Regions from separate parts of the Drosophila melanogaster genome. Here region 1 is linked to region 2. Evidence: chromatin contacts called from public Hi-C data. All regions are on one chromosome and are shown on one strand. Each heading gives the region's core, a stretch centred on a gene start, on an enhancer-like site or on the middle of the called end of the contact. The rest is flanking DNA. Distances are from core to core; before and after follow the strand shown. Region 1 holds the start of Hel89B (Helicase 89B). Region 2 holds the start of Nsf2 (N-ethylmaleimide-sensitive factor 2).

What was found. A called contact is a pair of places that touch in the nucleus more often than the background predicts.
Region 1: a contact with region 2 is called in a Hi-C map of the Kc167 cell line, with 1.8 times the contacts expected there. The contact joins the promoter of Hel89B here to the promoter of Nsf2 in region 2.

Annotation. Positions count from the first base shown.
Region 1 is chr3R:15,968,959-15,975,248 of dm6, reverse strand. Hel89B (Helicase 89B) reads right to left here and starts at 1,951. Exons shown (of 7, transcript NM_169693.2): 1 at 1,425-1,951. mor (moira) reads left to right here and starts at 2,336. Exons shown (of 8, transcript NM_079649.4): 1 at 2,336-2,553; 2 at 2,645-2,770; 3 at 2,951-3,875; 4 at 3,926-4,256; 5 at 4,320-5,094; 6 at 5,157-5,367; 7 at 5,655-6,290. The coding sequence starts at 2,437.
Region 2 is chr3R:13,836,362-13,843,405 of dm6, reverse strand. It overlaps Nsf2 (N-ethylmaleimide-sensitive factor 2), which reads left to right and starts at 5,415. Exons shown (of 4, transcript NM_001300390.1): 1 at 5,415-5,603; 2 at 5,704-6,028; 3 at 6,664-7,044. The coding sequence starts at 5,494. CG31495 reads left to right here and starts at 3,472. Exons shown (of 1, transcript NM_169559.2): 1 at 3,472-5,166. The coding sequence starts at 3,607. The coding sequence ends at 4,632. It also overlaps the pseudogene CR46415.

The DNA.
Region 1 (6,290 bases), core at 702-3,201, 2.1 Mb before region 2:
TGCTTGATCATCGAAAATAAATTAATTATATGAATATATATATACATGATTTTGTCACACTTGACTAAGTTTATATTGTAATGGAGGGTACTTTTTTTAACCCTAAGGAAGATTAGCTCATTGTCCGCCCACTTATTAATATCATAATTCCCAGAGAAGGGATGATTTATATGGAGTTCTGTGTTTTTATTGCTTGGGGAAATACAAATTTTTCAAATTCAATAAAGTACATATTATGGGCTCAATGGGTCATCTGCTCAAATTCGCCGAAAATGACACATTTCGGCATTGATCGCGCCATATGTTTTTTATATGCGAAGAGTTCAATATTTGCACCATATTTGGCCAATATTGGAACAGCTGTTGCTGCGTATTTTGCACAATGCACGAAATACTGATTGGTATCGAATTAATGGAGCTGAATGACAAACAACGGGCAGCATCATCATCGCAATGCCGCAGTCAAGTTCGGCAAGTAAACTTTGGATATTCAAATGTTCTTTAAGAAACTGTGACAAATGTCGCTGATGTTGCGAACCGCGGGAAAATGGCAAATGCGAAAAAGCTGAAAAGGCCGACCGCCGCCGTTTGAAACTAGTTCAGGTGCCCTACCCCAAGTTGTTGGTAGCAAAAGAGAGAGGGAAGCGGCGACTGCAGTCGATTACGGCAGCGGACCATAAATAAATACAGGTGCTTGTACCGCCTGGCATTGTAGTGCACAGTGAGAAATTCGCTGAAATGCTGTACTGAGATGATTGGTAGTGGTTCAAGGTACGGTAAGATGAGAATTTTTAAATTACTTTGAGATTTGTATACCAAAACATGACGCTCATTTACAATCCAATAATATTTCATGCATCAGAATCGAGTGAGGCTTAAATTTAAGAACTTTTTTCAATAGCTAATATTATGAAACCACATGCTTATTTCTTTCCGTGCACTAAACGTATCGTAATGTGGACGTGGACAGCGAACGCAGGGATTATTGTTAAATGCCACCCACTGAAATCGGAAAAAGAGCCCGATGAATGAACAAATGGACGACACAAATAGCGGCTGGCGAATTGGGCAATGTGTTGCGACTAAAAATACGCGCACTAGAACGGGCTGCCAAGATGAGAGAGACTAGAAGGCGAAGACAAAGAGCTAGTGGTAGACCAAGTTTTTGTAAAGGATTTCCGCTGTTTTGCTGCGTTGGCGCCCACCTCCTCTCTCTCTCCCTCTCTCTCGCTCGCTCTCCTCTCTTATCAATAAACAGAGCCCCTTGGCCCCACTCTATCTATCTCTATCGCACGCACACAAGCAAGCGGAAGCGATAAGTTGCTGCCATATAAATAATGTTGCAATCTAGGATAAGAATTTAGGGGTTCCTTATGTTCCTATTCGCATTCCCACTCCCGATCTCCGAGTGTTATATCACTTACCTTTGGCAATGGTTGCTCTCTCTCGCTCTCTTCCTCTTCGCTTCGCATTTGCTCTTCTCTCCGCACTACGCACTCCTCTTTCTAGTTCCCTTCGTTGTGCGGTAGCAGTCAGCTTATGTGGGGCGCCCACTCACAATTCAACTCATGCGCTCTGCATTTTCTAATTGAATTGTTTGCTCTCAAACTGTACAATCGATGCTGAGTTACTATAGCCGTACGTATGTGTGTGTTTTGGCCCAAGGAAAGGGGTACTGGGTACTGCTTTTCGCCAGCAGCGTCACAAATCAATCCAATCGCTTTTGCTTTCTTCCTACTCACTCGCACTCACGCACCATTGACTTTTTATTTTCACGCACACTGGCACACTCGCGACGGACACACGGATGGGAATCCGGCGTTGCGAATAACGGCAGAATTCGATTTACGGCAATTGTCGTTGGTGGGCGTAGGCAGTCAATGTTTTAACTTAACACTGGGCTTCACGCTGATGCAAACACACTCTGACAGCACAATATTTTTAAGTTTTCGGTTCCCAGCAGCCATGTTAGCGCGATGGAGTCGCATTTATATGTGCGGCCTGACTATCGTGGTGCATCGGTTTTTAGGCGGCGCGAGCGGGACGCCAATACAGCACCACCGCCACTGTGACCAGATGGCATTATTGAATTTAACAGCAATTTTCACATAATAGCTTGTTCCCACTGAGATGTAAAGCTAACTGACACGTTAGCTAGCTATAACTTTTTCGAAGTCTATATAATTCTCTTAACAGCCAATATGTTTTCTTGTTATTTAATATATGGCTTCCACCAACCAATAGGTTTATATATTAACCTAACCTAAGATTAAAATAATGATAACTTTCAGTGGAGATAGCTGAAATATCGATAACGACTGTCACAACAACATCGATTTAAATACCATCTCTATTTTATCAACGCAGCGTTTATTGGCTTTTTGGCGTGGAAAAGTGAAAAGATAATTGACAAAAAGTCCACAAAAGTGCCGCAACATGAACACACTGGGTCCTAAGAAGGACGGAAGTCCGAATATAGACTTTTTCCAGTCGCCGGAGACGCTGCAGGGCTTTGAATCGATTCGCCAGTGGCTGCAGAAGAACTGCAAGAAGGTGCGTGCCAACAACAACGCCGCCGCAAACAAAAATGGCGCTGTCAGGCGGCGAAAAAAAAACGATTTACTCACAACCGTATTTATTGCAGTATTTGGCCCACAGTTCGGAGCCCATCACGAAGGAGTCCTTGGCCCAATTGCTCATTCACTTCCTGCAGTATGTGGAAGCCAAGCTGGGCAAGAACTCAGCGGATCCGCCGGCAACCAGAATTCCGGTTAGTATTGATAGTGCCTGTGGTTGGTGAGGGGGACAGGGTGCCCCGTGTTGCGTGTGTACACGTAAATATTAATCCTCCAATGGCCAAATGTTTGGACCACTAGCTTATATTTTGTATTTAGCTACATGATTTACGTACATTAAAACATATCTCTAATAATCGTACCACCCACACCAGATGCGTTGCTTTCTGGACTTCAAGAGCGGCGGTGGTCTGTGCATCATTTTCTCGACCATGTTCCGTTTCCGGGCCGAGCAACGCGGCAAGAAGTTCGACTTCTCCATTGGCAAGAATCCCACGCGCAAGGATCCCAACATCCAGCTGCTGATCGAGATTGAGCAGGCGTTGGTCGAGGCGGACTTGTATCGCATACCGTACATCTATATTCGGCCGGAGATTGAAAAGGGCTTCGAGGGAAAACTGCGCGAGATCCTGGACAATCGACGGGTAGAGATTGTGTCGGACGAGGAGGACGCCACCCATATCGTCTATCCTGTGGTGGACCCACATCCCGACGAGTATGCGCGGCCCATTTTCAAGCGCGGCGGACATGTGATGCTGCATTGGTACTACTTCCCCGAGTCCTACGATTCTTGGGCTGTGAATAACTTTGACCTGCCCGATCACATTCCGGAGAATCCCGAGTCACCGGCGGAACGTTGGCGTGTGTCTGCATCCTGGATCGTGGACCTGGAGCAGTACAATGAGTGGATGGCCGAGGAGGACTACGAGGTTGACGAACAGGGCAAGAAGAAGACGCACAAACAGCGTATGTCCATAGACGACATCATGTCATTCGGCGACGAGAAGAAGAAGCCTGCTGCCAGCTCGGGCGGAGGCAAGCAGAAGAGACGCCGTTCACCATCTCCCGCCAGTTCGGCATCCACCTCAAAGCCGGGCAAGCGTAAGCGTTCTCCCGCCGTGGTGCACAAAAAGTCGCGCAACGACGATGATGACGAGGACTTAACTCGCGATCTGGATGATCCGCCGGCCGAGCCCAATGTTCAGGAGGTTCATAAGGCAAATGCCGCCTTGCAGTCCACCGCCAGTCCAGCTCCGGGCGGTAAATCTCGTGGCGACAACGACATGATGCCCATTAAAGGTAAGTTTTGTTATCTTATATCTGCATTGACTAAACAAACTGATATCTAGGTGGCACTATGACCGATCTGGATGACGAAATGACTGGAGGAAGCGCCGCTCAAGCCATGTCTACCGGAGATGGGGAAAACTCGCAGACAGGCAAGACAAGTGATAACAGCAACACGCAGGAATTCTCTTCATCGGCCAAAGAGGATATGGAGGACAATGTGACCGAGCAGACGCACCACATTATCGTGCCTTCGTACTCGGCTTGGTTTGATTACAACTCCATTCATGTGATCGAGAAACGGGCCATGCCGGAATTCTTTAACAGCAAGAATAAGTCAAAGACACCAGAAATCTATATGGCCTACAGGAATTTTATGATTGATACGTACAGGTAAGTTGAAGCTCCATTTTTTTTGCAGCAAATAGTTTTGAATATGTTACTCATCTATTTCAGGCTCAATCCGACGGAGTATTTGACCAGCACAGCTTGTAGGCGTAATCTTGCCGGAGATGTGTGCGCCATAATGCGAGTACACGCCTTCTTGGAGCAATGGGGCCTGATTAACTACCAGATCGATGCGGATGTCCGCCCCACCCCTATGGGTCCACCACCAACCTCACACTTTCACATTCTTTCGGATACGCCATCAGGTCTACAGTCCATAAATCCGCAAAAGACGCAACAGCCGTCGGCGGCAAAGACGCTGTTGGATCTGGACAAAAAGCCATTGGGTAAAGATGGCGGCCTGGAGTTGGGCGATAAAAGTGGTCTGACTGGCATCAAGACAGAGGCTCTAGAGAATGGCGCTGCCGGAGGATTAAGTTCCGGAGTGAGCCAGTTTGGACTCAAGCTGGATCAGTACGCAAAGAAGCCGGCGGCCATGAGGAATCGAACGGCGGCAAGCATGGCTCGTGAATGGACCGATCAGGAGACTCTGCTGTTGCTTGAGGGCTTGGAAATGCACAAGGACGACTGGAACAAGGTCTGCGAGCACGTTGGATCTCGCACTCAAGACGAGTGCATTCTGCATTTCCTTCGACTTCCCATCGAGGACCCGTATCTAGAGGATGATGGTGGCTTCCTGGGCCCCTTGGCCTGCCAACCCATTCCGTTCAGCAAGAGTGGCAATCCCATTATGTCCACCGTCGCATTCCTGGCATCTGTGGTCGATCCTCGCGTTGCCGCTGCAGCAGCAAAGGCTGCCATGGAGGAATTTGCAGCCATTAAGGTAGTTACATTTTAGTCACGTTTAAACCATGATTTTAACATCCAATGTAAAACTTATGCTAGGATGAGGTGCCCGCTACAATAATGGACAACCACCTGAAAAACGTGGAGAAGGCTTCGGCAGGTGGTAAATTTAATCCGAACTTTGGGCTGGCCAATAGTGGAATCGCAGGAACCGGAAACGACAAGGACGATGAAGAGGGCAAGGAGGGTGGCGCATCTGCATCCGCTGGCGGCTCTGATGAGGAAATGAAGGACCTAAGCAAAAAAGACGGTAAGCCAAAGCCATTAGAGATCGGTAAAGGGGGTTTATGGATGTTGGTTAAGGGAAAAGTCGCTAAGTCGAGCGAGTTTTCTTTTAATCGATTTTAAAGGGAATTTACTCAATTGTTGGTTCTGCATTTGTTTGTCTTGTTGAACTCTTGTGTTGCTTTCATTCAAAATTCGCAATTTGTTCACCATTTGGCACTGTATTCGTATATTGTTTCGTTTTTGTGTTGCGCCCAATCTACCAAACTTACATCAACACCACAACCATCAAATAACAAACAACAACCACAGACGATGCCAAGTCCAAAGACAATACAAAATCGGATAAGACCAACACAAACACAGACTCGAGTTCCACATCATCATCAGCGACAGGCAACACCAACAACACTGACAAGAAACCAAAGGAGTCGTCCGGCTCCTCGCCTTCGGGCGATAAGTCAGCCATCAAGTCAGACAAATCAAACAAATCCTCACCCACAGAAACCGCAGCAGCCGCAAGTGGTGGCGAAGTGGACATCAAGACGGAGGACAGCAGTGGCGATGGCGAAACTAAGGACGGCACTGAGGCCAAAGAGGGAACGGGAACCGGAACAGGGCCATTGGCGGTGCCAAAGGAAGGAACATTTAGCGAAAATAACATGCAGACTGCGGCGGCGGCAGCTTTGGCATCGGCAGCAGTTAAAGCCAAACACCTGGCTGCCCTGGAGGAGCGTAAGATCAAATCCCTGGTGGCTCTCCTTGTTGAGACTCAGATGAAGAAGCTGGAGATCAAATTGCGCCACTTTGAGGAACTGGAGGCCACCATGGAGCGAGAGCGCGAGGGATTGGAGTACCAGCGTCAGCAGCTGATCACAGAGCGTCAGCAATTCCACCTGGAGCAGCTAAAGGCAGCCGAGTTCCGAGCGCGCCAACAAGCACATCATC
Region 2 (7,044 bases), core at 4,166-6,665:
TAATTTTACACAGGGCCCTAATGATGAGTCTCGAGTCTGATCGGATCGGATGGGATAGAATGGGATAGGATCCGTTTGGTTCGGTTCGAATTGTGACCAATGGGCTGGGTCTCAGCATATTCACATCCATCTCCATCTGCGAACGATCGGAGCGAATCGATCTGGCTCCGGGTTAGACACTAACTGGGCTCATCATGGAGCGTTAACAAGCTCATTTTTCTAAACTTGACGTGCTGAGTCCACCAGCCAGCCAACCAACCAACTAGAGATCCACTTAGGTAAAAGATCTTCGCAGATTATCGTAGCCGGCCAGCGATCGGGCCAATTTACTTGGCCACTTTCGGACATTTGGACGTTCGAGACGCTCGGACGGTGGGATCATAAATTGTTTATAATGTCCTGGCACTTGGCCAATAAACGATATGTAATGCATATAGAGAGTAAGGAATTTGGTTTTTAACACTTCTGATTGATTGCTTAAAGCATGACGTTACATTTATTAAAACTTAAGCTAGCTAAATTTTAATTATATTATATTTTAGCAGTAGAAAGGAGAAGATTTGGTTTAAGCGTTTTTTTTTTTTTGCACTTTACAGTAAGCTAAATAACCACAACATTTGACTAGTTTTCGAAAAGTATGCAACATAAAGTATAGCAATTCAAATAAGATTTTATGCTGTTTTCGGATTGGAATCGATGCAACCATAATTATGGACAAAACGATGCCACAAACAAACGCCTACGACAAATTTGGTTGCACTGACATAGCCGGGTTTTGATTGCATATGGCCCAGCATATTAAACTGGAATTCATTGAATGCTGACTGGCTAAAGACAAAACGCTTTCCAGCCGCCAAATCAGATGACGGCGTAAAGGAAAGTCGGGGAGTCCACGAAATTCTTGGGGAGCATATTAAATTGAATTTTTATGTTCTCACAGCCCGGGAAAATCATGTGCCATGGCCATAAAAGCCAAGGATCGCTCCGGTTCAGATCGTCTTGGTTCGGTATCGATGCGCTGAGTGTGTGGGTTAATAAATAGCCCCAGCAGCGGCGAGCTACGGGGCCATAGCGGGTTAAGCAGGGCCCTCGATGGTGCGCCAAATTATGGTTATTTAAATAAACAGCACACGATTTGATTTGGTGGCCCGAAAGTGTTGCCAGCGCGCCTCCGAAATTGGAGGACTGACGCGTCGACGTCTGGAAATTATGTTGTAGTTGGGCCCGATCATGCGGCAGGATAGTTGCACCTCCTCCGCCGATGATGATGGTAATGATGATGATGATGCCGCTGCTCCGGACGGCAAGGGGATGTGCCATCAACTCTTGATTGAGTAACGCCCCATCACCAGAAGTGGCGTCTAATTACGAGTGCCAGCAGGAGTTGGACGACTGGCCACGCCGATCTGGATGCGTCATTACCCATTAGCCGCACTGTGCGGCATTGACCTGGCCAAATCGGCGATAAGACTCGTGATAAGCAAACACGCATAAGCCAAATGGCTGCACAGGAAAATAAATACAAAAATTCGCAAAAAAATACAAAACAGAAAGGCACAAAATATTAAGACAAGTGGAATTCATCTCTAAATCTAACTATTATAATCGAAAAACATATCTTCATATTGATATTAATCTGACTAATAATATTAATTCGAAAATTTGTATCTTTGCTGTTCGAATATTTAGGATGCCACGAAATCTTGGACTAAATTAAACTAAATGCAATGTTTTTTAAAGCACAATTTTTTCCGTGTGGATGCCTCTTTGGTGTTGTGACCTTTTCCCGACTGCTGAACTGTTCTGGAGTTAAGCGAACTGACCATCCATCGTTGGCGTTGCGGTGTTTTGTTTATTTTGAGGCTATAATTTAAGCGGGTAATTGCACGCTGGCGGCCAGAATTTGTAACTAAACTGCAAATTAGCAGCCAATTCCCAGGCCGATTAATAACCATAATTATTGGCTCAAGCGCTGACGAGCGAACGTCTGGAGTTTGAGACTCTCGATCTTCTCGCGAGGATGCGGATCTGGATGCGGCGGAGGCTGCTGGCCTGCCTGCAAATTGCACTTGGCCATGGCCTCGTCTTTAAAGCCACTACAGCTGGCCCGCAATTGGAGATTCGTGATACACCCGGGCGCATGTGGGCTGCACTGGGAGAAATTCAGTGCAGTATGAGTTGCTAAAAAAAAAAAATGATTATTAACCAATCTTTCACAGGTGGCCATATTATTAACTATTTTCTTAACTTAACTAACTTTCTTCACTTCTTGTATTTTTTATTTAGTACAATCACTTTAGGATTGCAAAAAATTCTTTTCAGTGTCGCTCCTGGACTTCTCGACATCCCCTCGCCACCCGCCAGCAATTTAAATAGTGAGCGCCTGGCTTAATTACACAAAACAGGCAACACGAGAGGCAGTCAGGCTCGGATCGGGTGGATATATACATATGCACTATGTTCCCTCGCCGGCGGCGCAGTCTTCGCTTCGAGTCTGGATCTTGAACCGGACCACTTTTGATGGACATGTGTCTAATGAAGCGGCCTAATTAATGTGCATAGCGGACGCGAGTCTCGGCCCTTTGGAGGGAGCATGCAAATGGGCTGGCAAGGAGTGGGAAGGAGGATGCTGTGCGGATGTGGAGTGTTGAAAGCCTTGAGTGGTCAAATTCGGATGGGACAAGAAATTACCGGCATTACGCTAGGCCGGCCGACCGGATAAATTAATAAATGTCGATACCCAATTAAACTGTCCGAATATAATGCACGCTATAAATTTGTTGTGCAACCCAGAACGAATAGAGACATCCACTATCCAATTATCGAGCGCATGATTAACTGCTCGAGGTCAGCGGCAAGGAAAGAAGAAAAATACGATATTGCAAGTAATTGCACAGCCAACCCAGCAGAAGAGCCGAAAAGCGGGAATTCATAATGTGTGCCTAGGTTTTAGCAAACGGAACGAAACTCAAGAATATCATAAATCACAAAGTCGTTTAAATTGTAACGGTTGCAGTACATCGAAACCGCCAGTCAATCGGTCTATCGGTATTTTTATTAGCCATAAACAATACAAATATTAAAGTGACATATATGTACGATGAAATTTTTTCTGCATTTCATGTAGTTAAAGTCAAGGCATTAAAATACTTGATGGATAAAATAGTGTGCAATTATTTTTACTAATTTTAAGTTTAGATATTTTTCAAAAGTGGCGCGCTTTTTTTGTAATAGCCAAGTGGAAAAGCAGTATTTTCAAATGGAAATTTGGTTACACTATCGTAATACGAAGCTGATAACACATACATAACGAAGCTGATAACACATTGGTTCGGAAAATAATGGCAATTCAAAATATTAATATTATTTTAATTTTAAGCTACCTTATAAAATAATAAAAACTTACAATATAATGGTTTGAATTGAACCACCGTCTTATCGAAACTTCGACCGTCCCTGAAATTTAAAATCGATCGCAGTTATCGCAATCGATTTTAGGTGGATAACATAATATACAAAACCATTTTGTAAAGAACAGCTGATACAATTTGACCATTTCATATCCAATATAATTTCTCCATAAAAGAAGCCAACCCGGGCGCCAAGATGGTCAACATCACTTTACCCAACACTGAGGAGCGTGTGAACCTCTTAAAATCGCGCATCAACAGGCTGGGTGACATTACGGTGGCCGGCGATGTTTGCGCACGCGAAATTGCAATGAAAACCAAAAATTTCACGGAGGACGAGCTGTGCCAACTGGTCCGAGAAGCCCTCCATGAAGCCATTGTCCGCACTCACGTCACCAGATGCCCGAAGGGCCTTCAAGTCACTCAGGTCGATCTCCTGGCCGCGGTAAAGATCATTCAGCCACGATTTGGCCGGCAGGAGGAGACTCTCCAGCTGCTCATGCCATATGAATATCTAGATCGTACCGCTTTCGATCCGAATGATCTCCTGTCCACCGGACGCCCAAGATGGTCTTGCCATCTGGTCGAAGGTAAGCCCAAGTCAGGCCTAACTACGGTGGCCGCTCAAATGGCTTTGAAAACAGACTGCCCTTTTATAAAATACATCTCGTCGGCCGAATTGCTGGGACTTAGCGATTCCGAAAAATGCCAGAGAATACGGGAAGTCTTGGAGGACGCCTATGTTTCCAGGCGCAGCTGCGTCATCATTGACGACTTTGAGCGTGTCATTGGTTACGGCGCCCTGGGTAAGCGGTACTCCAAGGAGTTCCTGCAGAAGCTGACGGTTCTTCTGAAGAAACAACCGCCCAACAGCCACGAGCTCATCATCATTTGCACAAGCAATCGTCTCGATGTCCTGGAGGAACTGGGCTTGCTATCCGTTTTCACTTCAGTTCACAATGTGCCAAATGTTTCCACGCCTAAAGAACTTATGGTCATAGTGGAAGCTTCAAAACGATTCGAGCCCGAGGAGCTACGCCAAATCGAGATCGCCATGGATGGCCGCAACGTCTCCATTGGCATCAAACGGTTGCTTGACTTGATTGCGTGGGTGAATTCCCTAAATCCCGACCGTCGAGCTGCCAAATTGCTGAAGAAATTGGGCGAAGCAATGGGATGGGTAGGGAACCATTCTAGTCCACTTGTACCTCAATACATTTAAGACGTTAGGTTAGGAAATGCAATATTGTATCTACAATTCCAGGAAAATAATTCCAAGTGATTCCAAATAATTCAGTAATGCTTTATATTTAAAAGAACCACGTAAGCATAAAAAAACCATCTAAAAAAATAATATTGCATTATTTTTTGGATGAACTTGCTTCCATTGCATTGCAATGTTCTTAAGACTAAAATGAACAGCCCGATAATGTGATTGCAAAGATACTAGATTATTATATTATATATATATTATATATACACCAGGCCAGACCTCTCAGTGGCCTTCGCCTGCTGTACGGAGAGCATTCCGTCCTCCAGGAGTTCGGTGACCGGTGGGCCCAACATCTCCTGGGCTGCTCCAAAGGCGGGCTTGATGTCGTTGTCCAATATATATATATATACATAATTATATATATAATATATATTATATATTATATATATATATTATATTGTTCTAGTGTCTTTGGTGATTGGCATAACAAGTTTTATTACCATATTATATATATATAAGTAAAAATAAAGATATTTGAATTGCAAATGCCACCCATTTTATCGTTATTTACTTAGAGGATTTGGCTTTTGATACAACACATTTTTTGGATTGTTTTCTTCACCAATCCTGGTGCTGCAGAGCTGCTTAGCAACAGCGAAGAAGTCTTGAATGCGGGGGATATATGTATTATTAGAAAATGCAAATGCGCGCCAATGAATTCAAATTTGCACTGCAGGTGCCGTAGCAGGCATCTTTTGCTCGCAATCACAGTGCATACACACACGCAATGCCGAACAGGGTTGCACTCCCTCAACGGGCTATCAGCTGTTTGAGACAATTTCGGGATTATATTATAAAATTGCTACGAAAATGTCAATTGAAAAAGCCCACCGGATGAGAGCGATCAAATGCCCAACGGATGAGCTGTCCCTGACGAACAAGGCGATTGTGAATGTGTCCGATTTCACGGAGGAGGTCAAGTGAGTGTTGGTTTTTGTTGTTTTTCCACTTCCTACGTGGGCGTACGAGCCTATGGAAACTTTCGCTTATGCTAATGACGCACCGCTTGATACCCTGCAGATATGTGGACATCTCGCCGGGCCCGGGGCTGCACTACATCTTCGCGCTGGAGAAGATCAGCGGGCCGGAGCTGCCGCTCGGCCACGTCGGATTCTCGCTGGTCCAGCGCAAGTGGGCCACGCTCTCCATCAACCAGGAAATAGACGTGCGGCCGTACCGATTCGATGCCAGCGCCGATATCATCACACTGGTCTCCTTCGAGACGGACTTCCTGCAGAAGAAGACCACCACGCAGGAGCCCTACGACTCCGACGAGATGGCCAAGGAGTTCCTCATGCAGTTCGCCGGAATGCCGCTGACCGTCGGCCAAACGCTCGTCTTTCAGGTAATGGTGTGGATGTGGCTCCCCCATAAATGTATGCAGTATAGAAAAATAGATAGCAAAGGACTGAAACTAAGGTAGTAATCTGGAGAGGATTAGTGATATATGCCAGAGCCAGTTAAAATACTACCCAATTCAATGAGGGTTCTCGGTTTATCTCGGACGCACCTATTCATTATTTCACCATTTATTGTGTGCACTTATAATAATTTTGGTTTTGTATAACTTTACAAAAAGATTTATACGTTCATAGCATAGCGGTAGTGAGAATATTCGTTATTTGTGTTATTCGATATTCGTTATTTTATATTTACTGACGTGTCTTGATTGTCATGAGATGCTGAATCTCATATTCCACATTTAGACGGTGACCTAATGCAAATATTAACAAGGTAGCTTACCTCCAACAATTAGAAACCCAAAGACACGTAACTCTCCCTTAGATCATCTTTTTGGCTCTCTGCCAAATCTTTTTTAATAATTCAGCATACAATGTCCCCCTTTTTTATGAACTAAAAATAGTGTGTTAGGCTGCCCTCATAGGAAATGCAACTATCTTAACATAGTAATTCTTCTAACATGCTCCTTAATGTACATATATCGTTCGTTTGCTAATAAGGATGTTTACCGCCTTTCAGTTCAAAGACAAGAAATTCCTGGGCCTCGCTGTAAAAACGCTGGAGGCAGTGGATCCCCGAACAGTGGGCGATTCCCTACCGAAGACTCGGAACGTACGATTCGGCCGCATCCTCGGTAACACGGTGGTGCAGTTCGAGAAGGCCGAAAACTCTGTGCTAAATCTGCAGGGTCGCTCCAAGGGTAAGATCGTGCGGCAGTCCATCATAAATCCGGACTGGGACTTTGGCAAGATGGGCATTGGTGGCCTAGACAAAGAGTTCAATGCGATTTTCCGACGCGCCTTCGCCTCTCGTGTTTTTCCGCCGGAACTTGTCGAACAACTGGGCATCAAGCACGTTAAGGGTATTCTGTTGTACGGACCACCAGGCACGGGAAAAACC